Linked DNA regions of Mus musculus: region 1 is linked to region 2. A link is a contact called in public promoter capture Hi-C data. All regions are on one chromosome and are shown on one strand. Each heading gives the region's core, a stretch centred on a gene start, on an enhancer-like site or on the middle of the called end of the contact. The rest is flanking DNA. Distances are from core to core; before and after follow the strand shown. Region 1 holds the start of Ptpn18 (protein tyrosine phosphatase, non-receptor type 18). Region 2 overlaps Dst (dystonin).

Evidence for each region. Promoter capture Hi-C pulls out the DNA fragments that hold promoters and counts their contacts.
Region 1: a promoter capture Hi-C map of second pharyngeal arch cranial neural crest shows a contact between it and region 2. The contact joins the promoter of Ptpn18 here to the enhancer-like site in region 2. A contact is called at or near these places in 8 of 39 promoter capture datasets (the C10 cell line, the HPC-7 cell line, cranial neural crest and 4 more), 3 of 484 Hi-C or Micro-C datasets (the HPC-7 cell line, nephron progenitors and rod photoreceptor), 10 of 115 datasets of contacts at active chromatin or transcription factors (bone marrow-derived macrophages, craniofacial prominence, embryonic basal ganglia and 5 more) and 4 of 9 other capture datasets (adipose tissue, embryonic stem cells, liver and 1 more).

Annotation. Positions count from the first base shown.
Region 1 is chr1:34,457,716-34,461,620 of GRCm38.p6, forward strand. It overlaps Ptpn18 (protein tyrosine phosphatase, non-receptor type 18), which reads left to right and starts at 2,031. Exons shown (of 15, transcript NM_011206.2): 1 at 2,031-2,201. The coding sequence starts at 2,109. Gm32504 (a long non-coding RNA gene) reads right to left here and starts at 3,320. Exons shown (of 4, transcript XR_373299.3): 1 at 2,044-3,320; 2 at 1,706-1,948; 3 at 1-1,549.
Region 2 is chr1:34,234,861-34,238,733 of GRCm38.p6, forward strand. The region is part of intron 60 of Dst (dystonin); the gene reads left to right. Among named protein-coding and RNA genes, the nearest start is that of Gm26788, 59 kb to the left of the region's middle. Within about 2 kb of position 1,726, at least 239 of the 459 cell types and tissues checked have an H3K27ac peak or open chromatin away from gene starts, as enhancers often do. A contact at or near this core is called in adipose tissue, bone marrow-derived macrophages, craniofacial prominence and 8 more, where this site is marked.

The DNA.
Region 1 (3,905 bases), core at 781-3,280, 220 kb after region 2:
TTAAAAGCCAGTCTGATCTACAGAACTAGTTCTAGGTCAGCCAAGGCTACACAAAGAAACCCTGTCTCAGAGAAAGAAAGAATTTATTTTTATGTATCTGCCAGTATATCTGCGCAATGTGCAAGCCTGGTGCTGTGGAGGCCAAAAGAGGGCATTGGGTCCCCTGGAACTCAAGTTTCTGGTGTTTGCAAGCCATTGTGTGGGTGCTGGGACTCAAACCTCAGTCCTCTGGAAGAGCAGTCAGTGCTTTTAACTGCTGAGCCATCACTCCAGCCCTCCTAGCATTTTTTAAAAAAATTACATTTACTTGAGTGCTTCTGCACAAGGCATAAGGAGGTCAGAGGACACTGTATGGAAGTGATTTTTTTTCCTTCTACCATGTGTGTCAGGGGATGCAGCACTTATTAATAGGTGTGGCTGCAAGACCTTTACCTGTTGAGCCATCTTACTGCCATCTTCCCCATTTCAGTGAAAAAGTTTTCATACTATCACCCTCATACTATCTGGCTGTTTTGCATTGCCACCACTGGCAGACCCACAGTGACGTAAGACAGAGATCTAGCGATAAAACCCAATAAAGTCTTGTCTGGCTTTTAAAGATGCTATCCATTCCTTCATTTAAACACTGTGATGACCAAGTTGACAGCCTTTTACCAATGATCCCACTCATCTTCCAGTGACTTAAAGCACTTCTTTTTTTGGTTTTTCGAGACAGGATTTCTCTGTATAGCCCTGGGTGTCCTGGAACTCACTCTGTGGACCAGGCTGCCCTCGAACTCAGAAATCCACCTGCTTCTGCCTCCCAAGTGCTGGGGTTAAAGGCGTGTGCCACCACCGCTCCGCTCAGCATGCTTAAAGCACTTTCAATTCGCCTTAGCCCTACTTTTGCACACGACCCCAAACGGATCTCCTCAGAGCCCTCCCTCAACAGAGAGTTGGCAATGCTTGAAATTCTTTGGTTCCCTTGCAGGTGGTGCTACTCCATCTGCTGAAGCCTGTTTTGGAAAGAACCCCCTTTTATTTTCTTTTGTGTGTAGGGAGATACACCCTCACTATAGAGCCTGTGTAGTTGTCCAAGGACAACACTCTGGAGTCGATTTTCTCCTTCCACCATGTGGGTCCTAGGTATCAAATCCAGGTTGTCATGTTTATTTAGTGGCAAGGCATTTACCTACTGAACCATTCCACCATCATTAAAACATTTTCCTTTCTCTCTCTCTCTCTCTCTCTCTCTCTCTCCCTTCCTTCCTTCCTTCCTTTCTTCCATTTTTTTTTTTAACTTTGAGACAGGATTTCATCACAAGCTAACTTTGAATTCACAATGTAAGCTAGGGTGACCTTGACTTTCTGATTTTCTTGCCTCCACCTTGTGAATGCTGGGACAGGCACTCTACCAATTCAGCTACAAACCTTAGCACGGCTCTTCTCCAGTCTTTAGTCTCCAGGACCCCAGGAGCTTCAGCATAAGATCTTCTTCAAACTCCTGAAGGGGGACGGAGTGAGTGTTGAGACCACTTTTCCTCCCAATGCCTCTCTAGTCTCTTCCTCCCTGAGGGGTATGGGTTAAGATCCACAAGTTAGGACTGAATCCTGGTGTCCCCGCTTTTCCAGCAGGTTCCAAAAGTGAAATCACACCCCCTACCCTCAGAAATAGGCCTTTTCCCAGAGCAAAGTGCAGGGAATATATTTATTCGAAGTCCCCGACCTCTCTCATATTCCGCTGTCGCACGACTGTGAACCTCAGCGCTCGCAGGACTCCGGAGCAACCTTGGGAACCCGGCCTGCGAGATTGAGAGCGCAGCCATCCCCCTGGAAAGGCCAATGGGACTGAGCGTTCCGTGCGGACTCCACCAGCTTCACGGCAGCCGAAGCACCCGAGGCGCCAGTGGGGAATTGCGGGACCCGCAGCTACTTGGACGGCCAGTTCGGCTGCGGTGGCAGCCAGCACCTATGGGCGGGACGAACGGAGTGAACTCCTAGTGCCATTGGCCGAGGAGCCTGCCAATTACCGGTCTTCATTGGCTGCTGGAATGGAGGCCCCACCTCGCAGTGGCTAAATTCTCGGAGTCGGATCACTCCTTGTGGGAGACCTCAGAGCGGGTCGCAGCATGAGTCGCCATACGGACTTGGTGAGGAGCTTCTTGGAGCAGCTGGAGGCCCGGGACTACCGGGAGGGGGCAATCCTCGCTCGTGAGTTCAGCGTGAGTGACACTCCAGCCATCAAGCTTCGCAGCCAGGCGCTCCCCACGGCTGTCCACCTGTGCAATATGAAAGCTCTGCCTTTTCCTCTCAGCTCCCGGGGCGTCTCCTCCCTCCTGCTCTCGGCTTTCCTCTTCCCGCACTTCTCTCACCCTGACTCTCCCAGCCTTCCGCACTTTGCCCACAGGTGCCCAGAGGGTGAAGACGGCTACTGTTTAGGAGGAGCCAGACACACTCAGGTGTCGGTGTCGAGCTCCCGGTGCAATCTTCTCCCTAGCGGGGCCGTGGCTTCCGCCGTGGAGGGAGGCAACACACCTGCGCTGGACTCGAGTCCCCAACCCGGGCCACTCCTGGGTCACCTTGTAATCCCAGGGAGGAAGTGGTTTGGGGCAGCAGAAAGAGGAACGAGGAAACTTGTAGCCTAGCCTAGGTTTCGCGTTACCAGTCTATCCTAGGGCTTTTCAGAACTGTGGCCCTGGGAGCTCTGACTTCATTTTCACCTGTTTTGAATTGTGAATGATAAAAGACAAGCCGGTTTGAAAATTAGGTGGTTTGGGTAGATGCACCTAGCACGCGTTGGGTATTCACTGGCTATATTAACTGTATGCACCTGCCTTTAACATGGTTTACAAAGGTTGTAAACGTTACCTCGGGCCAATCAAGCTTGTGAGAGCTACTGCCACTCAACAGCCATGGCACACAACATGTAATGACGTATTTTAAATAGAGTGACATGATCCAAATACGTAATACACTATCTCAAACTTAGAAATGTAAATGACAATGATATAAAAATAAGTGTGACATTAAATGATCACTTACAGCCTGGCATGGTGGCACATGCCTGTAATTCTAGCAGTTGGTAGCCTAAAACCGGGGGATAACCATGAGTTCAAGGCCAGCCTGAATTACATAATTTTGTGACCACTCTGGAATACTCTGGAGATTGTTTCAAAGAATGAAAAAGATAGTTTACACAGGCCAATATGTAAACCAGTAACAGTGAAACTCTGGTGGTGGTGCATGCCTTTAATCCTAGCACTTGGAGGCAGGGAAAGGAAGGTTACTGTAAGTCTGAGGTCAGTCTGGTCTACACAGTGAACTCCAGGACAGCCAGGGATATGTAGGAAGACCTTGTCTCTAAAACAATAAAAAAACCAACCAAACAAAAAAAATAACCCCAACTAACTAAATAAGCAAAACAAACAAACAAAAACCCAACAAAGCAACCAAACACCACAACAGATACAACAAACATTAATAAGAACCAAATTTATAGCAGGGTGATGATGGCACACACCTTTGATTTCAGCACTTGGGAAGCAGAGCCAGGTGAATCTCTTGAGTTCAAGGCCAGCCTGGTCTACAGAGTGAGTTCCAGGACAGCCAGGGCTACACGGAGAAATCCTGTCTCGCAAACCTAAAACCAAACCAAACCAAAAAACCCAAAAAGCAAGCAAACGAACAAACAAACAAACAAAAAACCCAAACCAAATGTATTAAGTTAGTAAGTAAATATACACACAAGCATATGGACAGGTTAAATGTGAGTCTAGATAATTTTCATATGTAAATGCTGTAACAGAAGAACTACTAGCATAAAGTATACATTTTATAAGCAAGAAGATATGCATAAACAGGAAGAAGGTGTCTCTGGGGGCTGGAAAAACCTGACCAACATAAGTAAACCACTTTGGAATGGTGGC
Region 2 (3,873 bases), core at 476-2,975:
AATACAGTAAGCTGAAATCACAAAGATGCTAAGAGTTCACATTTACACGTAATCAGCTAGCTAGCACACATTTTCCCGTGGTGCTTCCTGCTTCCAAGCTGCAAAGGGCCCATTTTATTGTCTTTATTTCCCATTACACTCTAAGATGGGGTGAGTACAGTGATGATGTGATGTCATTTCCCCCCCTCCCCGGCTCTCACTTTGAATGCTGGAGTTTAGTAATGAATTATCTATGAATTTTTTTTCAAAATGCACTGCCTATCTGGAGCTAAGTTTACATGTTCCGCTCGGCCTTTCATAAGACTGGGATAATACTGTGCTAATTATTCAGTCTAAAGACGGCCGAGTTAGGGCCACTCTTTATGAATCATTGTGTAAGGACCTTAAACTGTCTGGAGAAAGGTACCCCCTCCCCCCCAGATTTCCTGGAAACTTTACCACTATTACTTTGGGTAGGTGGCATTCTGTGTTTCTAAGGTAGTGGGAGTGTGAAAATAGGACCCTTGATCTCTACCTCCTCCCAGCCTCAGAGTCAGTCCTGTGGTGACGTGGTAGCTGGGGCACATTCTGTGTGTGCTCGCACACCTGAGCATCACAGACTCGTGTGCCTGTTGAAACATTTCAGTTCTGGACCATGACGGTGGACGTCAGGGTCGCGATGTTGGTGGGTATTCTATAACTAATTTTTCTCTGTGAATGTCTGTAGACATGTACTTTTCAACTTAACGGTGAGCCCACGCTGAGCTGTGTGTAGTAATCACTGAATGTGAGTTCTGGCTGTGAATGTAGCTTACTTCAGCTTACAGGTTTATAAAATAACTTCGGAATGCTTAAGGTACAGAAGTTCTCCCACGACATTTTTTGTAAAATTACCCCACAGCTACTTTCTTCGCCGGAGGGTCAGGCCAGCCACATTTTGTTCATGAATGATTATGAGTTGTTTTTTTTTTTAAAGTCTGACTGCCTCTGTAATTACCTATTTTTCTGGCAGTGTTGCTTTATTTCATAAAAGAATGGATAGGGTTTATTAAATAATTCTTGTCATTTCTGCCAAAAAAGGCTAAGGTTTGGCTCGCTGAACTTTAAAAAAAAAAAAAAAACTGTTTTTATAAGAACATTTGTTGAGCAGATAAAAATCAGTATCTGTGACTTTATTAAATAACCAGTCTGTTTCGAGGCGTTCTGCTTGCCTGGGCCTTGCATTAATCTCAAGAGGTCTGCGTGAATATTAGTAACTACAAATATTCATGTCAGCAGTGTTGGGGCGAGGTACCCGTGGGGGTCCTTTAATGTGCAGACCAGTCAGTTTTGAAATTGGCCTTTAAAGAGAAATGATAAAACGCTCAACTTCAAAGTGAGCCTGTTGGCCCTGCTTAAACTGATTGGTGATGGCAGGAGAGTGGTTCCAGCTGAAGGACAGGGACCTGGCCACCCCCACCCCCACATCCTCCACTTTGAGTTAGCAGTCTGAGCCAGTGGTGGGAATGGCTGTTCCTGCGCTGCCCAGTGTCAGGTTCTGCTGCCGCTGCGCTGCCCCTCGGATCCCTCTGGGATATCTGAACCCAGCTGCCCTCTCCCAGATGCAGACCCCAGCCTGCTCCGCGCTGATGTCACCAAGCTGTTGCTTTACAGCCTCGAGGTTCCTCCCCCTGGAACCGCCCTGGGCTGGGGAAGAGGCCGAGTTGGGCAGGATGACTGTGAAGTTAAGTCACGGGAGGGCGGAGCGGAGCGGATCAGATCGATGCCGCCGGGGCTGGGTGTGCTGCGCGGCCCCGCTGCCCCGACGCAGCCCGAGCCCCGGCGGGAGCGGCCGCAGCCTGCCCGGCCATAGGGCAGCGGCTGGGGCTTCAGCTGGATGCCAACTGCCTGTGCCTCGGAGGAAGCCCGGAGTTTGAGCTGCAGCCGCCTCAGGTGGAATAAGCCTTCTTCAGGAAGATCAGATAAGAATCTTGGGGGAAAATTTTTATTTTGAAAGAGAAACTTGTTATAGTAAGCCATGCTTTTTGACTGTTTACTTTAATGGTTGCTGGATTTTAATGCCCCGGCTCTTTTCTCTTGGGTAATTCTGGATAACCTCAAAGAAGCTTAAGATGGGAAGAAAAAAACTGCCTTTTGGATCTAGCTTATTTATGTATGGCTCCTCCTCCCAGCTAAGAGAAAAATCTTAACTTTTTTACATCAAACGTAACTTATTTTTCTCCAAAGAACCATGCTGTGCCTTCTGATCTGAACAAGAAGCTGTTTATCTGTAAAGGACATGGAGTTTCGCAGTACATCTTTAAGTGGATTACAGTCAGCCAGAGTTCTGCCGAAGTTAACATCCAGCCTGTTGAACCGCTTGCTCATTTGGAAATTTTAATCTGGAAACCTCAAGCAAAATTAGAGTACAATGAGAAACGGACTCACAGCAGAGTCTCTCGGGCGTTGAAGCCACGGTTAGCTGTGCGCTTGTGTGTGTGTGCTTGGGGCTGATTAAAAGGGAGCATTCACGGAATTTCAGGAGGTGGAGGGAGCTGAATGCTCTGTCTTGGAGCACGTTACTTCTTAGAACCAGGTTAAAGGGTAGCTTCGTTTTCATAGATGCACTGCTCCTAACCGGCAGCACCTCAGGCAGGCAGTATGCCTCACTGTTTACCCTTTCTGGATGTGTCACGGCCCTGCTCACAGATAGACCTTCTTGGAAAAATGCTTCACCGAATTCCTTCCTCTCGGTGTCAAAAGCTGCGATATTTGTTTTGACTGTCTGCGAAATGGGGAAACCACTCAGCAGACCAGACTGTTTACGCCAGAACCCTCCATGCGTAGGGAAAGGCGAAGAGGAGGAGGAGGACCTGAATATCGAGGACTGTTACATCCCACAGAGGTCCATCTATGACACGGTGAGGCTGAACGAACAGATAGACTCCGGGTCCAAAGGCAGCCTGTCTTCTAGGCATTTCACAGACCGGACTTTACCCTACAGCCACAGGACACTGGACGTTAGCTCTCTGTGCTCCAATGGTGCCCTTTCTTCTTCCAGCATATTTGAGCTGAGAGGTCGGGAAACGAGCAAGCTAGATGAAAAGATGATCTTTGATGCCCTCAAACTAAACAGTGACGTCATTCGAAGCCCAGGTTTGCCCAAGCCCAAGTCTCAGGCAGAAAAGAGAGAGTACAGGAGGTCCTGGCGGATGTTTGTCCCTGCCAATATTATGGATTATGCAAACAAAAGCGAAAGTTCTTTTGTGGAGCCTTCAGACGCGTCAGATGCTGTCGCGAAGGCCAGCAAGTGCAGATGGGGTACCAACTCTCAAACTTCAGAAGAGGAGGACTCTGGCTTATGCAGCCCCCCAGCTGAGAAAGAAGAAAAGCCAGGCATTGTTAGCGGAGAACAGCCACAGATTAGAAGCCTGTCCTCTGCTGAAGACATTCATACCTCAGAGCAAGATAGGCCATTTTTTCCTGCTGATTCTGTCAGTGAACAGAAAATCCCACTGCTCTCTTGCAGAAGTGCCCACCCCAGTGACAACTTCCAAATGATTCTGCAGGATGCCTCTCCACTCAGGGGGGGCAAGTGTGTGAACGGTCAAAGGTCACTCCATGGTGAAAGCGGTTATGTGCAGAACCCGCTGAGAGAGAGTACGAAGAGCACGGCATTGGTTGTGCCCAGAGACGGGGCACACAAGTGGATTTCCAGCTCTGAAGACCAGGAGAAAACTTTGAGACAAGGGGAGTCCCAAACCACAGCACACAGTAGGGAATGTAGGGAGCCCCTTGTGGACTTGCACCCCCCGACCACAGACCGCATAAGGGAGCAGCAGGGAGACTTTGATAGCATGGTTTTGCTAGAAAATGTGATACTGTTGGCACAGTATGATTCAGAAGAAAGCACCA